Regions from separate parts of the Mus musculus genome. Here regions 1, 2, 3 and 5 are each linked to region 4. A link is a contact called in public ChIA-PET, HiChIP or PLAC-seq and promoter capture Hi-C data. All regions are on one chromosome and are shown on one strand. The core of a region is the stretch at or near the end of the contact, and the rest is flanking DNA. Distances in the headings are between cores, read along the strand shown. Region 1 holds the start of Grin2d (glutamate receptor, ionotropic, NMDA2D (epsilon 4)). Region 2 holds the start of Lmtk3 (lemur tyrosine kinase 3). Region 3 holds the start of Nucb1 (nucleobindin 1). Region 4 holds the start of Prmt1 (protein arginine N-methyltransferase 1). Region 5 holds the start of Josd2 (Josephin domain containing 2).

The links. Promoter capture Hi-C pulls out the DNA fragments that hold promoters and counts their contacts. ChIA-PET counts read pairs in DNA pulled down with a chosen protein or histone mark. HiChIP or PLAC-seq counts read pairs in DNA pulled down with a chosen protein or histone mark.
Region 1: an H3K27ac HiChIP or PLAC-seq map of thymic regulatory T cells shows a contact between it and region 4, with 4 times the contacts expected there. The contact joins the promoter of Grin2d here to the promoter of Prmt1 in region 4. A contact is called at or near these places in 2 of 39 promoter capture datasets (frontonasal cranial neural crest and liver), 1 of 115 datasets of contacts at active chromatin or transcription factors (thymic regulatory T cells) and 2 of 9 other capture datasets (adipose tissue and liver).
Region 2: a promoter capture Hi-C map of liver shows a contact between it and region 4, with 4 times the contacts expected there. The contact joins the promoter of Lmtk3 here to the promoter of Prmt1 in region 4. A contact is called at or near these places in 2 of 39 promoter capture datasets (frontonasal cranial neural crest and liver) and 1 of 115 datasets of contacts at active chromatin or transcription factors (astrocytes).
Region 3: an RNA polymerase II ChIA-PET map of memory CD8 T cells shows a contact between it and region 4, with 16 read pairs. The contact joins the promoter of Nucb1 here to the promoter of Prmt1 in region 4. A contact is called at or near these places in 4 of 39 promoter capture datasets (erythroid cells, maxillary cranial neural crest, neural stem cells and 1 more), 1 of 484 Hi-C or Micro-C datasets (LSK cells), 3 of 115 datasets of contacts at active chromatin or transcription factors (memory CD8 T cells, microglia and thymic regulatory T cells) and 3 of 9 other capture datasets (adipose tissue, liver and pancreatic islet).
Region 5: a contact with region 4 is called in a promoter capture Hi-C map of neural stem cells. The contact joins the promoter of Josd2 here to the promoter of Prmt1 in region 4. A contact is called at or near these places in 1 of 39 promoter capture datasets (neural stem cells), 1 of 115 datasets of contacts at active chromatin or transcription factors (embryonic stem cells) and 1 of 9 other capture datasets (liver).

Annotation. Positions count from the first base shown.
Region 1 is chr7:45,865,273-45,867,972 of GRCm38.p6, forward strand. Grin2d (glutamate receptor, ionotropic, NMDA2D (epsilon 4)) reads right to left here and starts at 1,409. Exons shown (of 12, transcript NM_008172.2): 1 at 840-1,409. The coding sequence starts at 1,295.
Region 2 is chr7:45,784,047-45,786,769 of GRCm38.p6, forward strand. Lmtk3 (lemur tyrosine kinase 3) reads left to right here and starts at 1,301. Exons shown (of 15, transcript NM_001290990.2): 1 at 1,301-1,635; 2 at 2,405-2,538. The coding sequence starts at 1,560. Gm5897 (predicted gene 5897) reads right to left here and starts at 421. Exons shown (of 2, transcript NR_153811.1): 1 at 1-421.
Region 3 is chr7:45,509,073-45,511,772 of GRCm38.p6, forward strand. It overlaps Nucb1 (nucleobindin 1), which reads right to left and starts at 1,336. Exons shown (of 13, transcript NM_001163662.1): 1 at 1,251-1,336; 2 at 634-775. The coding sequence starts at 765. It also overlaps a transcript of Tulp2 not described here.
Region 4 is chr7:44,984,934-44,987,755 of GRCm38.p6, forward strand. Prmt1 (protein arginine N-methyltransferase 1) reads right to left here and starts at 1,487. Exons shown (of 10, transcript NM_001252476.1): 1 at 1,350-1,487. The coding sequence starts at 1,385. Gm15545 (predicted gene 15545) reads left to right here and starts at 1,967. Exons shown (of 2, transcript NR_045266.1): 1 at 1,967-2,437.
Region 5 is chr7:44,466,606-44,469,490 of GRCm38.p6, forward strand. Josd2 (Josephin domain containing 2) reads left to right here and starts at 1,375. Exons shown (of 5, transcript NM_001205071.1): 1 at 1,375-1,585; 2 at 2,202-2,364. The coding sequence starts at 2,219. It overlaps Aspdh (aspartate dehydrogenase domain containing), which reads left to right. Exons shown (of 7, transcript NM_026690.1): 4 at 59-208; 5 at 280-500; 6 at 574-728; 7 at 1,038-1,146. The coding sequence ends at 1,081.

The sequences.
Region 1 (2,700 bases), core at 159-2,658, 880 kb after region 4:
TCAAACCCCACTTCAAGGGCCTACTTCCTCCTCTCTCAGCAAAGTCCTTTTATTACATCCATTGGAGTGGGTCTACCCTCGGCCTTCTCCACTGGATCCCTCCATCCTTGAGCACTAGCAGGGTCCTTGGGCTTGGCCTGCTTCTCATCAGTCCAACTCTCAGAATGCATGGCTCTGCTCTCATTCCTACACCTCTAGGCTCCAAGCCTCCAGCTAAGCCTCCCACCATGCCCTCCTTCAGCACCTAGTTCTCTTATCCTATGGTTCCCATCTCTGCCTTCCTGGACACTAGACTCCATCTCTTTCTGAACCCCATCCCTTTCCAACTGACTCTTCCCCTCATTGGTCCAAGAGCCATAACTCTAGTTTCTGACCTTGTCGTCACTCATTAAATCTATCTCTTCTGCCATTGGCTTTTCCTCAATCCTCATTGTAACCCACCTCTTTCCTGATTATTGATCTGACCCTTGTAGGTGACCCCTGAAAGGTGCTGTGAACCCCATAGAGCACATCTCTTCAAATCAGACTCCTCACTGTATAGACTTGACTTTTAACCACCAACATGGAAACTGACCAACGGACGGCTCCACCCCCTAGTTACTGTCTCCGTCCTTACAACCCCCCCCCCCCATCTTAATACAACCCGCCCCCCAAGTTATCATAGGTCCCGCCTCTCAAAGGTCTTTCCCTTCAGCCTACGCAGGCACTGCCCCTCGACGAACCTCCCGCCTCAAGTCAATCAAAACTACGTCCGATCCAAGACCCCGAGCCGCAAGGCCCCGCCCCCGAGCCGCAAGGCCCCGCCCCCGAGGCGGCCCGTCCCCCGCGGTCGCGCGCACCTTGGGTGTGAGTACGAGCGCGGCGCCGCCGTGCACGGCCACGATGGGCAGCGAGGTCTGCGCCGACAGGAAGTCGAGAATGGGCGCGACGGCGGGCGCGCGCGAGTCGTCCTCGAACACCACGCCGTGCACGCGCAGCCCCGACAGCAGGTCGCAGAGCTGCAGCACAAGGCTGCGAGGGTCGGAGCCGTTGAGCACCAGCGCCACGGGCCGTACGTCCAGGCCCGGGCTGCGCACTGCCGCCGCCACGGCCGGGCCCAAGCGCGCCGCCTCGGCCGCGTACGCCGGGCCAGAGAAGACCAGCGCCACGTTGAGCGGCCGCGCCCCGCCCGTGCCCCCGCCGGCCGCGCCCGGCCCCGGCACCTCCTCCGGGAACGGGCTGGCGCACGCCAGCGCCAGCAGCAACAGCATCTTAGCGGGGCCCCGAGGGCCGCGGGGGCCACCGGCGCCGCGCATCGCCTGCGGGCCCCGCCGGGCGGCCTCTGCGTGGACGGGAGGCGAGGGCAGAGCCCGAGGGGAGACACGGGAGAGACGGGGCGAGAGGGGAAGGTTGGGTGATGGAGAGAGGGAGGGGCCGACACGGAGGGAAACAGAGATGAGGGACAGAGATAAGGGAGAACGAGACAGAAGGAGGAGACAGAGATCGAGAAACAGAGATAGGGAAGGCGACAGAGACAGTGAGACCCAGATAGTGAGGGAGATGCAGAGTCAGGATGAGAGGGGAAAGTTGGGTGAGAGAAGGCGCGGCGGCAGAAGCATAGAGGGAGACAAATGAAGAGAGGGAGACGGGAAGAAATGGAGAGACAGAGAGGGAAAGAGGCAGGAAAGAGACATACAGAGACCAGAGACAAGAAGAGACAGCGGGAAAGGCAATGGAGGGAGTGGAAGGGAAAGATGGAACCCAAATAGAGGGAGGGGTGGGGGGGTGAGATGAAGGAATGAAATGTGGGAACCAGGAGGCACAAAGGCGGGAGGGGGTGAGTAATGGGGTCAGGGAAGATGCAGAGGTAAGAGGTGGGGGGAGAAGGCAGGCATGGAAGGGGCAGTGATCGAACAGATGGGAAAGAGACCCAGAGATGGGACAAAGACCAGGAAAAGAACGCCAGTGAGAGCAAAGGAGAGGGGGACAGCGAGAGAGATGGTCAAGGAGAGGGGAAAGAGTGAAGAGAGATGAAAGGCCAGGCTCACGGGGACACAGACCCAGGAGAGGGAGCACAGGAGAGGGAGCACGGCAGAGGATGGTAGTGAGGCAAGGAGAGATGCAGAGAGAAATACAGGGAGGCGGAGAGATGAGAAAGTTGCGGGGAATAGAAAGCAAAGCAGAGACCCACAGTCACCCAGAGTCAGGCACACACCAACCTCAGGAAGAAGGAGTGGAGATGGAGAGAGGCAAGCAGAGCGAATGGAATACAGAGAAGACAGAAATAGCAAGGCAAGGCGAAGCCCCAGACCCCCACCCGGGAGGTGCCCAGCACACATAAAAGCAAGGCAGAGGCAGGTGGCAGAGGAAATGGAAAGAAAAGGGCGAAAGTAAGGGGGAAACGGGAGAGGAAAAGGGGTCAGGTGTATGGGGGAGAGAGAAGGAGAAATTAGTTGGGTATCCAAGGAGAGACAATGCCCACCACCCTAAGCCATTCTTAGCCCCTCCTCCTGTCCCTGCCCCCCTCGTTTTCATTCTTGATGAAACTGAGTCACAGGCCAGTCTTGGGGTTGGGGGCACAGCTGTGGGGAGCTGGGGGGGGGGGTTGTCCCTGGCTTCCAGCCCAGAGCAATTTAGTAAATTAAAGGAAGAAGAGTGTTGCCTCCAGTGGCCCCTGTTGAATACTAGTTGCCTGGGGTGGGTGGGCCAGGATCCCAGGCT
Region 2 (2,723 bases), core at 51-2,550, 800 kb after region 4:
GTGTGTGTGTGTGTGTGTCTTGTCTGATGTGTCGGTGTCCCTGACGGCCAGGTTCCAGCCTTACCTCTGCCTATCCCCTGTTCTGTGCATGGGGCAGGTGACTGCCCCTCTCTGTGCCTCAGTTTCCTTACCTATACATTGGGCATGAAAAAAGAACCTGTCTTGGGGGCTGTTGTAATGATTGGAAGGTAATACTGTAAATCTTGGGAAACGCCTGGCGCAGAGTAAATCCTGCCAAGAATAAATACATGAAATAAACTACGCTTATGCATCTTTTGTGCCCATGTGTGTTGATGTCTGTGGTGTGAGACTGCAGTGGATAAGGAGTCCTCATAATCACGTCTAAAGAGTGTGTCCATTCATGCTGTCTATTTAGGTAGGTGGTGTGCCTTTGTGTGTAATACGTGTGCACAGGGCATGTTTGTACCCGTTCTATATTTGTGTTTTTGCATAAGCTATGTAGCTCTGCATGTATGAACCGTGTGTTCCCGTGTGCATGTATGTGATATGCATTTGTCCCTGAAGGTGAGCAATGTGCAAACCCCGTGCCTGCATACATGCATGTGTTGTTTCTGTATGCTCCATATGTGACTGACAAGCCTGTGTCTGTGTGCATGCAACTGGCTTTACGTGTTTGAGTTAGTGATTTCTGTGTGTTCTTTGTTGCCTGTGTGGAATATCAGTTTATGACAGCATGCCTCCTCATGTCCCAAAGGGTCTGAATGGATCTTTGTGATACCTCCCTATGTTTGGAGCTCTGTGTTGTATGTGTGCGTGTGCGTGTGTGTTCATGTGATGCTGGGTATTCCTGTGTGGCTGGGTGAATCTGTACCAACCAGAGTCTGGACTGCCTATGCATTCTCAGTGTGGTCTGTCCCTGTGTCTTTGTGTGTGACGTGTCCTTGTCTCCGTTTGCTGATGGCTGTCCACCTTTGTATGAGAGGCGCTTGTGAAGGTTCCTGTGACATGTCTCAGCTGTGTGTGGGCTGCGTGGGCTTGCTATCTGCATCTTAGCATGTAGCACACGTGTGGGCACCAGTGTTGTGTCACAGTGGTGTCAGGGCCACGCACTGTGGACCCTGCCCCCCTCCAAGGGTCTGTTGGTCTCTGTCTGTCCCTCCTCCCCCTCCCTATTCTCCCCTCCCGCCTGGCAGCCAATGCAACCGGGAACCAGTTGCCATGACAACGCTCCCTCCTTCCTCCTCCCACCCTTCCTCTGACAGGCTCTCTGCTCCCCCAATCCCGATTGTCCTCGGGGGCGGGGCCCTCGTTCTCTCCCCCCCCCATCTTCCCCTCCCCCCTACCCCAGCAACCCCGGCTCCCCAGCTCCTCTCCTCCGTCCGCCTCTCCATCCCTTCATCCGTCTGTCCTTTCGAGGAGGGGGAGGGGGGTATCAGAACCAGTAAGCAACCCCTCCCTCCCCCTGTCCTGCATCTCCCGCCCCTCTCCTGGGCTGAGGGAGGCCAGGGTTGAGCGGGTCCCCATGGCTGGGGGCTGAGGGCCCGCCCCCCCTCCTCCCCAGCCGCCGATTCCTCCACCTCCCTTCCATCCTGGACAAGATGCCTGCACCCGGCGCACTCATCCTCCTGGCGGCCGTCTCCGCCTCCGGCTGCCTGGCGTCCCCAGCGCACCCGGGTGAGTATGTCCAGCCGTCCGCGGCCCGCGCCCCACCCCCACCGGGTCCGCCCGGCACCTGTGCGCAGTCCCTGGGGACCAACGGGTCTGCAGGGCCAGGGAGACCAGCCAGGGCGGGTGGGGAGTGGGCTGCGGGCCGAGTGCGTGCTTGTGAGCGTGCATGTGAGCTCATGTGCACGCGAGTGCACACGGGTGCGCGGGGAGATGGAAGGCCGCGGCCTTTGGGAAAGAGAGAGACCCTATTTCTAAGGGGAACACAGCTGAGGCTTTGCAGAGACCCCTCCCTCAGGTCTGAGGCTGAGGCTAGAGAACAAGTCTGTGTTCCCTGTGTCTTTAAAAGAAACAGTTCTCAGTCACCCTTCAGGCGTGGGGTGGGCAGTGCGTTCAGCTCGGGGCAAATATCTGCCAACAGCCTGCTATTGGGGGAATGATGGTCATGAAGCTGTCTATGGTAGCATATTGTAAATTCTCAGAGCTCCAGGCCTCACTATTGCTGGTCACTGGAATGTATCCGGGTTACGGGATGCGTTTGGGGTGGGGGGTGGGTCCCAGTTTGAAACGATAGGAGGGACCCCACCCCCAACCACCTGGGAAGACCTTAAACTACAACTCCCACAATACGTTAGACCACCTGGCTCCCCTGCCAAGGAGCCCCTGGATTCGGAGCATCATGGGGGTTGTAGTCCAAGACTAGCCTAGGATGGGAGGGGCATGAGTCCGGTAGCCAGTGTCTTGAAGCCCAGACCCCAGCCTAGCCTTATGCCCACAGATGGATTCGCTCTGAGCCGGGCCCCTTTGGCTCCGCCCTACGCTGTGGTCCTCATTTCCTGTTCGGGTCTGCTGGCCTTCATCTTTCTCCTCCTTACCTGTCTGTGTTGCAAACGGGGTGATGTTCGTTTCAAGGTGAGGTGCCCTAGGACTAACCTGGGAGAAAGACCCCAGGCAGCAAAGAGACTGGAGGTCCCAGAGCACTCCCAAGACCTACGGCTTTGGGATGCGCACACTAGCGGAAATTGGGCTGGGATTTGAGGGACAGGTCTGTGGACTGAAGGGAGGCAATTAGGGCAGGATGGCGGCATCTCAGCACC
Region 3 (2,700 bases), core at 86-2,585, 520 kb after region 4:
TGGTTTTCAGGCTTCAAGATTTCACAGAGTTGAGTACTAACGCCTGGCAGGAGGCCTCGCTACACAGGAGCTGGGAACAACCTGTCTCAGGAGGTAACAACAGCTTGTATTGCTAGGGAGAGCTACAGGAAGAACCAGGCCATAAATCAGGGACCTGGAGTTTGAAAGTTTGGACTCTCTGGGAGCAAAGATTTCACAGAGCTCAATAATACTGGCATGAGTAAACCAGCAGTTCCCGTGTCCTTTTCCCACTTAAACTACACTGCTCGTGAGCTCCGTGAAGCAAGAATGCCCTGCTAGGTGGTAGCATCCAGCTGCTGACGGTGCTACTGGGAAATGTGGTTTTCAGGTTTTCTTCATTCCTTGTTAAAGAGGGTCTTAACGATCAGAGGGGAAAGTTTAGATGAGGGTGTGACACAGGTTTTCATTTGGGATCTGTCTTGATTTCCACATCTCAAAGGTCACTGCCCCCAGGTCTGCTTGCAAGTCTCACACACTCACTATGGCAAAGGAAGGCGGGTAAACGACACGCCTCAGCGTATCAAACAGGGGATCCCTTGGAGTTTTCTCCAGGGCCCTGGGGATGGCAAGCACCACTGCAAAGACGCCAGCGACCAGGGCAGGGCTACTCACCGGGGTCTCAGTGGCCTGGCTGTCCTCCTGAGGAGGTGCTGCGCGGTCCACGGGCACTGCCAGCACAGCAGACAGCATCAGTAGAGGTGGTAGGAGAAGAAAAGGGGCCCCGCGGGGCACCGAGGTAGGCATCGTGGCTGGTCTGTGAGGAGAGATGGAGAATGAGGTTTTTTTCTTGTTTTGCTACGGTTTTCTGAGCTGTGTATTAAGTAGCCTAAGTTGGCCTTGAATTCCTGACCCTCCTGACTCTCCCTTCCAAGCGCTGGAATTACAGGCGTGTAGTACTATCCCTGGCTAAGGATGTCCCAACCCCGTATCCGGTTGGGGAAGCGAGTGTGCACGCCACCCGATTTGCAAAAATGAAGACTCCAAGCGTTTAGTCACCTGGAACCCAGGATGCCAGGCCTCTAACAACCCCGGACGCCAGGCCTCCAGCCTCCCTTTCCTGGAGCGCAATCCGCAGACCCTCATTCCGGCTCCCTGAGTAGGGGAATCCTCCCCCGAACCGTGATTCCAGGCCCCTAACCTCCCCTTCTGCCGGGACCGCCGAGGCCTGACACTGGACAAGTATCACGCGCTCCAGCCCCTCTTGCCCACGGCTTCTGAACCCCCCTCACCTCTCCAGTGCTGAGGGCGTTTTTTAAGGCCAGCAACCTCCGCCAGGTTTCTGGCGATTTCTCTCCTAAGTCACGCCCACTTTTCCACCCGCAGAGAGCCCGCCCCCAGAATACTGATTGGTCCACGCTGACTCTGAGCTTCCGCCCGCGTTAACGGCCCCGCCCCTTTCCGATGAGGTTTCCTTATCTTTGAAAATCTTTCCGGTTTTCTTGGACGCTCACAGTCTTCAACGCAACATTTCCTGCGTCCGTTTTCAAGTAAAACTCAAAGCCCTGCATGCCCAGGGATTGGGGGAGGGGGTGAGACAGGACAACTTTTGCGGACATCTTGCCGCGGTGTCTCTTGGGAGTTGTAGTTTTCTCGTTTAATTTCGCTCCACAAGTTCCTGCAAGTGTTAGGAAACTACATAGCATATGATCATTATTTTTTAAACAGAGTCTCACTGCATATCCCTAGATGGAGCTCTGTGTAAACCAGGATGGCCTAGAGGTCACAGAGATCCTTGTGCTGAGAATAAAAGTAGGTAATACACACAAATGAAAGTGAAGAAGCTGCGAATACCTGATTCTGTCTCCTAGTTTTCCACTTGCAATCATATACTTAGGTACCTTTAAAAAAAAAAATCTTTGAAGGTAACTTTTTTGTTTGTTTGTTTTTCTTTTTTTTAAGTTAAAAAAAAAAAGATTTATTTATATGTGAGTACACTGTCTTCAGACACACCAGAAGAGGGCAACTAATCCCATTACAAATGGTTGTGAGCCATCATGTGGTTGCTGGGAATTGAACTCAGGTCCTCTGGAGGAGCAGTCACAGCTCTTAACCGCTGAGCCATCTCATCAGTCCTGAGGGTAATTTAAAAAAAAAAAAAAAAGATTTATTTGCTTATTTTACATATACAAGTACACTATAGCTGTCTTCAGACACATCAGAAGAGAGCATCAGATCCCATTACAGGCAGTCGTGGCCACTATGTGGTTGCTGGAAATTGAACTCAGGACTGCTAGTAGAGCAATGAGTGCTCTTAACCACTGAGCCATCTCACCAGCCCCTACTTTGGTATCTTTTGACTCCATGGAAAAGATATCTGTCTTAGTCACGCAGCCTCTTTGTGATTTCAGAAAACACTTCCCAGAAGATGTCACCTCAATGGTGCTGGTCTCTTCTTAATCACAGATAACTTTTTAGCTCCAGCTAACAAGCATCAATAGTCCCAGTAATGCAAAGTTTTCGCTTTAGTAGTTCTGGTATCTTGTTAATCACAGCTGATTCTTCAGCCCCAGCTAACCAGAACCACAGAAGCTTCACAATCAAAATAGCAGTGGCCCTGATAAGAGTCTTTAATTTTCCCTCTGAAATTTCACAAGCCAGGCCTCCATCTTCTGCACTATTCTCAACATTATCTTCCAAGCTCCTACACAACATCTCACAGAGCTCTTAACACTGAATGGA
Region 4 (2,822 bases), core at 237-2,736:
AATGACTGCCACCCAAGGCTTCCAGAGAAACGTCACAACCTAACCAAGCTCTCAGCTCCCCACAGCCTGGGAGGTGAGATTCCCACGTGGGCCCCACTTTTTCAATAGTACAGACGGACACCAGAAGGTTGACAAATGACTGAAGAGAGCTTGAAACCCATGTCTAGGACCTGCCTTACAAGCCTGATGATGAGCTACTCAGAAGTCAAAAGAAAATGGCAAGTTCAAGGCCATACTCAGCTACAGGGTGAGTTCAAGGCCAAGCACATTTTTTTTTTTGAGGCAGGGTTTCTCTGTGTAGCCCTGGCTGTCCTGGAACTCACTCTGTAGACCAGGCTGTCCTTCAACTCAGAAATCTGCCTGCCTCTGCCTCCCAAGTGCTGGGATCAAAGGCGTGCGCCACCACCGCCAGGCTCAGGCACATTTGTTTAATTAAACTAAGTAAAAAGTAGACTGAGGAATACAGCTTAGGATCGAACAATCAACGATAAGCAGGTAAGCAAGGCAGATGCTAGAATTTCATTCTGTTTTGGGGGGAAATTAGGCAAAAAGGCGGAAATGTTCAAAAAGGGGTCCCTTGCCACATTCAAGTTGGTAAAAATGGAGCTCTGTGGAGGTTAAGGCCCATGGCCATCCGAACTCCTTTATCCCCCACCACTGACCTCTGACTATCCATCCACCCGAGGGCCCTCCCATGAAGGGGTGGGCTTGGGCCACGCCCCATGAAAAAAGACGCCCCTCTCACACGCCCATAGTGACCACGAGGGGGTGCCCGGCGACGGATCCGGATCTCCTCGGATGAGATTCCCCACCATCTCCTTAAAGAGAGGTCACAGGGCTATGCCCATCCCCCCCCCCCCCCCCCCCCGCTGCACAAGGCTAACACAGAGTTGGGGAAAGGGAGGCTGGGGACTGATGTTCTCAGGCCCCACGCGGGTGCAAAGAGCCCGGGCTGCATGGACATCCACAGCCGAGCCAGGGAGAGCGGGTGGCAACCCCTGGACCCCTTGAGTGCAGCCCAGGTCATCGGGCTGGGGGCGGGGCCTTTGTCCTGCACGTGGAGCCCACGGGGCCCCTCGAGGCGGCACACCCCCCTCCCCACGCTACTCTGCGAGACCACGTGCGGCCCGGCTGGAAGCGCCCCCGGCCCGCGACCACGTGCGACAGTCCTCGGCTCGGCTGCGGGTCCCAAAGCACCGAAAGCCGAGATCTCTCCCGTCACGATCGAACACATCCCCCGATGCGGACCAACGCGAAGCCAGGCACATCAAAAGGCCCCGTCCCCACAGTTCAGGCCGTGGGCCACCCGTCTCGCGCCGCCCCCGGGCCTAAAGAGCCCAGCTACTCACCTCCATGATGCAGTTCGCGGCCTCGGCTGCCGCCATCTTCACCCGAGTCCTCCGGCCTCCGAGACCCCCCCCTCTCTCTTTTCTCCCCCCGGCTCGACCGGGGACCGCCTTTTACCAGAGGGTCCTCAGCCCAGCCCCCGATACCCCGCCATAAGTTCTCATTGGTCTGTAAAGCCGTCCATCTGAGAGCTTCATATTTCAATTGGATGACAGACACGCCTATCAAACATAAAGTGCCCGCCCCCCTAGCGTTTAAAGGCCCGCCCCCTCCTGTCCGCTAGGAAGAGAACAACTGCCTGTCTGTCTCACCCAGCACGTGTGACGATTGGGTAAAATTCACCAGATCTTCCCGCCCCTTTCTGGCCAGCTCCGCCCTGGAGCTTCCCGGCGGGCTCCGCGCTAAGCGGACGTCTAGAAACTGACTTGTCTATCATTAAGCTAATCCCCTCCTCCCTCGTTGATATTGGCTGAGCCAAAGGTGACGTTCGCGGCTCTAACGCCACCCTGTTTAAGCGACAGGCCTAGAAGAAGAGGGGCCATTGGCCCATAAGGAAGCAGGCAGAGCTTTGGGCAGCAGCAACTGGCTCTTAGGAATGTCAATCATCACCATTCTGTGGATTCCTCTCCCCCATACCCCCTACCCCGGTCTTGGATGTTTTCTGGAGGAACTGGGGAGCGTGGGCGCGTTAAGTTATAGGGAAAACCCCAATTCCTGAGACGTGGATGAGGGCGCATTCTAGTCTGTGATTCCGAAACCAGCCATGATTCGCTGTGAGCTTCCCACCCCTGTGCTGGAAGGCGCCAAGTTCTGAACACCTGTGGCCTCCTCGTGGCCTCCAGGTCCTCTGCGGGAAACACCCAGCGTCCTTTGTCTGACCAACTCCTACACGTCAATCACCGGCAATTCGGACGCCACCTCTTCCAGGAAATTTCCCTGAATCTGCAGAAAGTTACTCCTTCCCTGAGGATGGATGTCAGTTGCTGGATTCGTGAACCTTCCCTTTGCCTTCAGTCCCACCAGTCTATGGTCCAAACATAAGATCCTTTAAACTCCCGTATGAGCCCTCCAGTGGGAGCTTCCGCATAAGGTACGCGAGCACATCTGACCTGTTTCCTTCCAACGCCTAACACTTACTTTGTATAGTGTGAGCATGCATTCGTGTGTGCCTTGCACGTATGGAGGTCACAAAGCAATGAACAGGAGTCCTTTCTCCCACGATGTGAGTGTAGGGAATTGAACACAAGTCGTCAGGCTTAGCGGCAAGCACCTTTACCCTCTGCTGCAGACCAACACTTACAATCTGGTAGATCTTTTGTTTGACTGATTCTCACTGTGCCTTGGGCCTGGAACTCGCCGTGGAGATCAACCTGTTTTTGTCTCCCAAGTGCTGAGATTTAAGGCCTATGAAAATCTTGCCCAGCCAATATGGTCCCCCTTTTTTTCCCGTTTTTCCTCGATAGTGTTTCTCTGTG
Region 5 (2,885 bases), core at 125-2,624, 520 kb before region 4:
ACCCTCCAGCAGTAATCTGGGTCTTGGCCTTGCCTCTCTCTACCATCCGTGTCCCAAGGTGGGATCCCCCTCAGCTCTGGCTGACCAGACCACAGAGCAGCAGCTCCTGGAGGCTTCAAAGCGCTGGGGCCACACTGTGTTTGTGGCCCGAGGGGCCCTATGGGGCAGTGAAGACATCAGCAGACTGGATGCAGCCGGAGGCCTCCAGGTGAGGACTGTCTGGGCTGCCAGACGGAACATGTAAGAGTCTCAATCTCCTGACCCTGCCATTGCTTCCAGAGCCTTCGAGTCACCATGGCCACACATCCTGATGGCTTCCGGCTGGAGGGACCCCTGGCTGCAGCCCACAGTAGTGGGCCCCGCACAGTGCTCTATGAGGGCCCTGTGCGTGGGCTCTGTCCCTTGGCCCCCCGAAACTCTAACACCATGGCAGCTGCTGCCCTGGCTGCCCCCAGTCTAGGCTTCGACCGTGTCATTGGGGTGCTTGTGGCTGACCTTAGGTAAGCACAGGGCGTAGGTGGCACAGCTGTGTACACTCCGGGTGGACTGACTGCACTTCTCTGCCGGCTGCAGCCTCACCGACATGCACGTGGTGGATGTGGAGCTGCTAGGACCCCCAGGGCCTTCAGGTCGCAGCTTTGCCGTGCACACCCACAGAGAGAACCCAGCCCAGCCTGGCGCTGTCACCGGCTCTGCTACTGTTACAGCCTTCTGGCACAGCCTACTGGGTGCGGCAGGCCCCTCCAAGGGTCCCTTGGCGTTTGTGCTCGGCAGAGCTCACATGTTGGGTGTCCCAACCCCAGTTTTCTGTCTTTTCTCATTCTTAGTTCTCACTCCCAGGCTCTATGAGCCTCTCTTTCCCCGCCCCGCTTTCTCTCAGCATCTGGGTCCCCCTCTAGGTCTCTACATCCACATGCCACATCTCTTTCTGAGTATCCTCCTTGACTTGTACCACATTACCTTTTCCAAAACCCACGTCCACCATGGCCACCTGCATGTGTCTGTGTTGTCATCCTAGTTTTTCATTCTCCCCACAGGCTGCTGTCAGCTCACCTCCAGACCTGGGATCCACCTCTGCTGAGTCTCCTCCCCTACTACCCTTACTGTCATATTGACAACTATGGGTCCCAGTAAACATCAGAGTTCAGCCCACTGTTCTCTTTGGCCTCTTTGGTTCCTTGTCCCCACCTCTATGTCGTCACGCTTCAGCTACACACTGAGTATGACGCCATAGCAGCAGCGTGCGAGCTCATACACAAACCAGCCCCCTGAAAGCTATCGCGAGATCACTCGTTACCACAACTCCCAGAAACCTCTAGGCAGCAGTGAGCCCTGGGAGAGAACGAGAACTGGCTGCTTTGTCCGATGGGAGTTGTAGTCCCACGCGGCAGAGCAGCCCCGGAGGACTTCCGGACTGCGCGTCCTATTTAGACGCCCTACGGAGGCCTTCGGGAATCGCAGTTCGGCGCGCGCAAGTCGCCGGGAGCTGTAGTCCCTTTCGCCTGCTCAGTCAGCGTGCTACCACCCGGTCGCTGCCTAGGGAATGCGAAAGCGGTCGGTCCCGGGGAGCAGAAAGGCCGGCGGGGTGAGGGCCAGGCGGGCGACAAGCAAAGGCGGGTGGGAGTGTGCCTGGTTGCCAGGTGACAGGAAAAGGTGGGGGCTCCTGTTGCTTAGTAACTGGTAGAGGGCCTCGTTGCCAGGTGAAGGGAGGCGAGAACCCTGGTTATTGAGGAGGGGAAGTCTTTCGTTGCTAGGCGACCAGAAGAGACCCTGTTACCCAGAGACGGGAAAGGAGGAGTCCTCCATTGCTAGGTGATCAGAAAACGGACCAGGATACCCAGAGGGTGGGGTTGTTCTGTTGCTTGGGAACTAAAAAGGTATTGTTTCCTAGGGACAGAAGGGGTGGTAGTCCATTGCTAGGTGATGATGATCAGGACCCTTTTGCTTGGAGACATGTAGTGGGGGTGGGTCTCTATTGCCAGGTGAGCAGATGAGAGCCTCTACTCCCCCCACTCCCAGGACTGGGCTCAAAAGGTGTCTCTGTGCTCTGGAGACAGCCTGGGAAATAGGGTCAGGGCCTCACGGCCTCCTAAGCTAGCCCCAGTGCCCATCTCAATGTCCATTGCCCAGGGACCCAGGAATCTAGAGAACCGAATGAGCAAGATCCTAGGTGCCTAACACCTCCTTGTCCCACCCCGCAGCAGGAGCTGAGGAGGGCATGTCTCAGGCTCCGGAAGCAAGGCCGAGTCCACCCTCAGTGTATCATGAGCGGCAGCGGCTAGAGCTGTGTGCTGTCCATGCTCTCAACAACGTCCTTCAAGAGCAGCTCTTTAGCCAGGAGGCTGCCGACGAAATCTGCAAGAGGTGACTGCCATTGTTCCCCGCCCTGGAAGAGCAGGGCTCAGAGAGGCACGGGAGCCTTCCTGGGACCCTAGCAGGGCCAAGGCTCCGATCCAGGAGCTGTTGCCTGCCCTCCCACCTGCTGCTTCTCACAGCCTCAGCCCCAGCTTTGGCCTCAACCTCTCTTATCTGAGCCTCTGTCACAACCTCCCAGCTGTCTGTTTTTCTTCTCCTGGTCGTCCTACACACAGCCCCACAGCTGCTTGCCCCCTCCTCTGCTTCTATCCCTCTTTGGTTCCCCAGAACTCCTAGGGACTAGCCCCGGGCCTTCAGGCTGAACTCAAGGCCTTGTGTGCTCGGGTCCTTGCCTACCTTTCTGCAGCTTCATCCTTCGATGTACTCCTAGGCCTCCAACAGGCTGTTCCCATGTTACACAAGGCATTTTTTTCCCCTTCTTGGTCCCTTTGTTTGCGCCTCACAATTTCAACCATCACTTTTGTAAGAAACTTTCTTGAATCTCTCTCCCCATTCCCACCTCTAGGCTG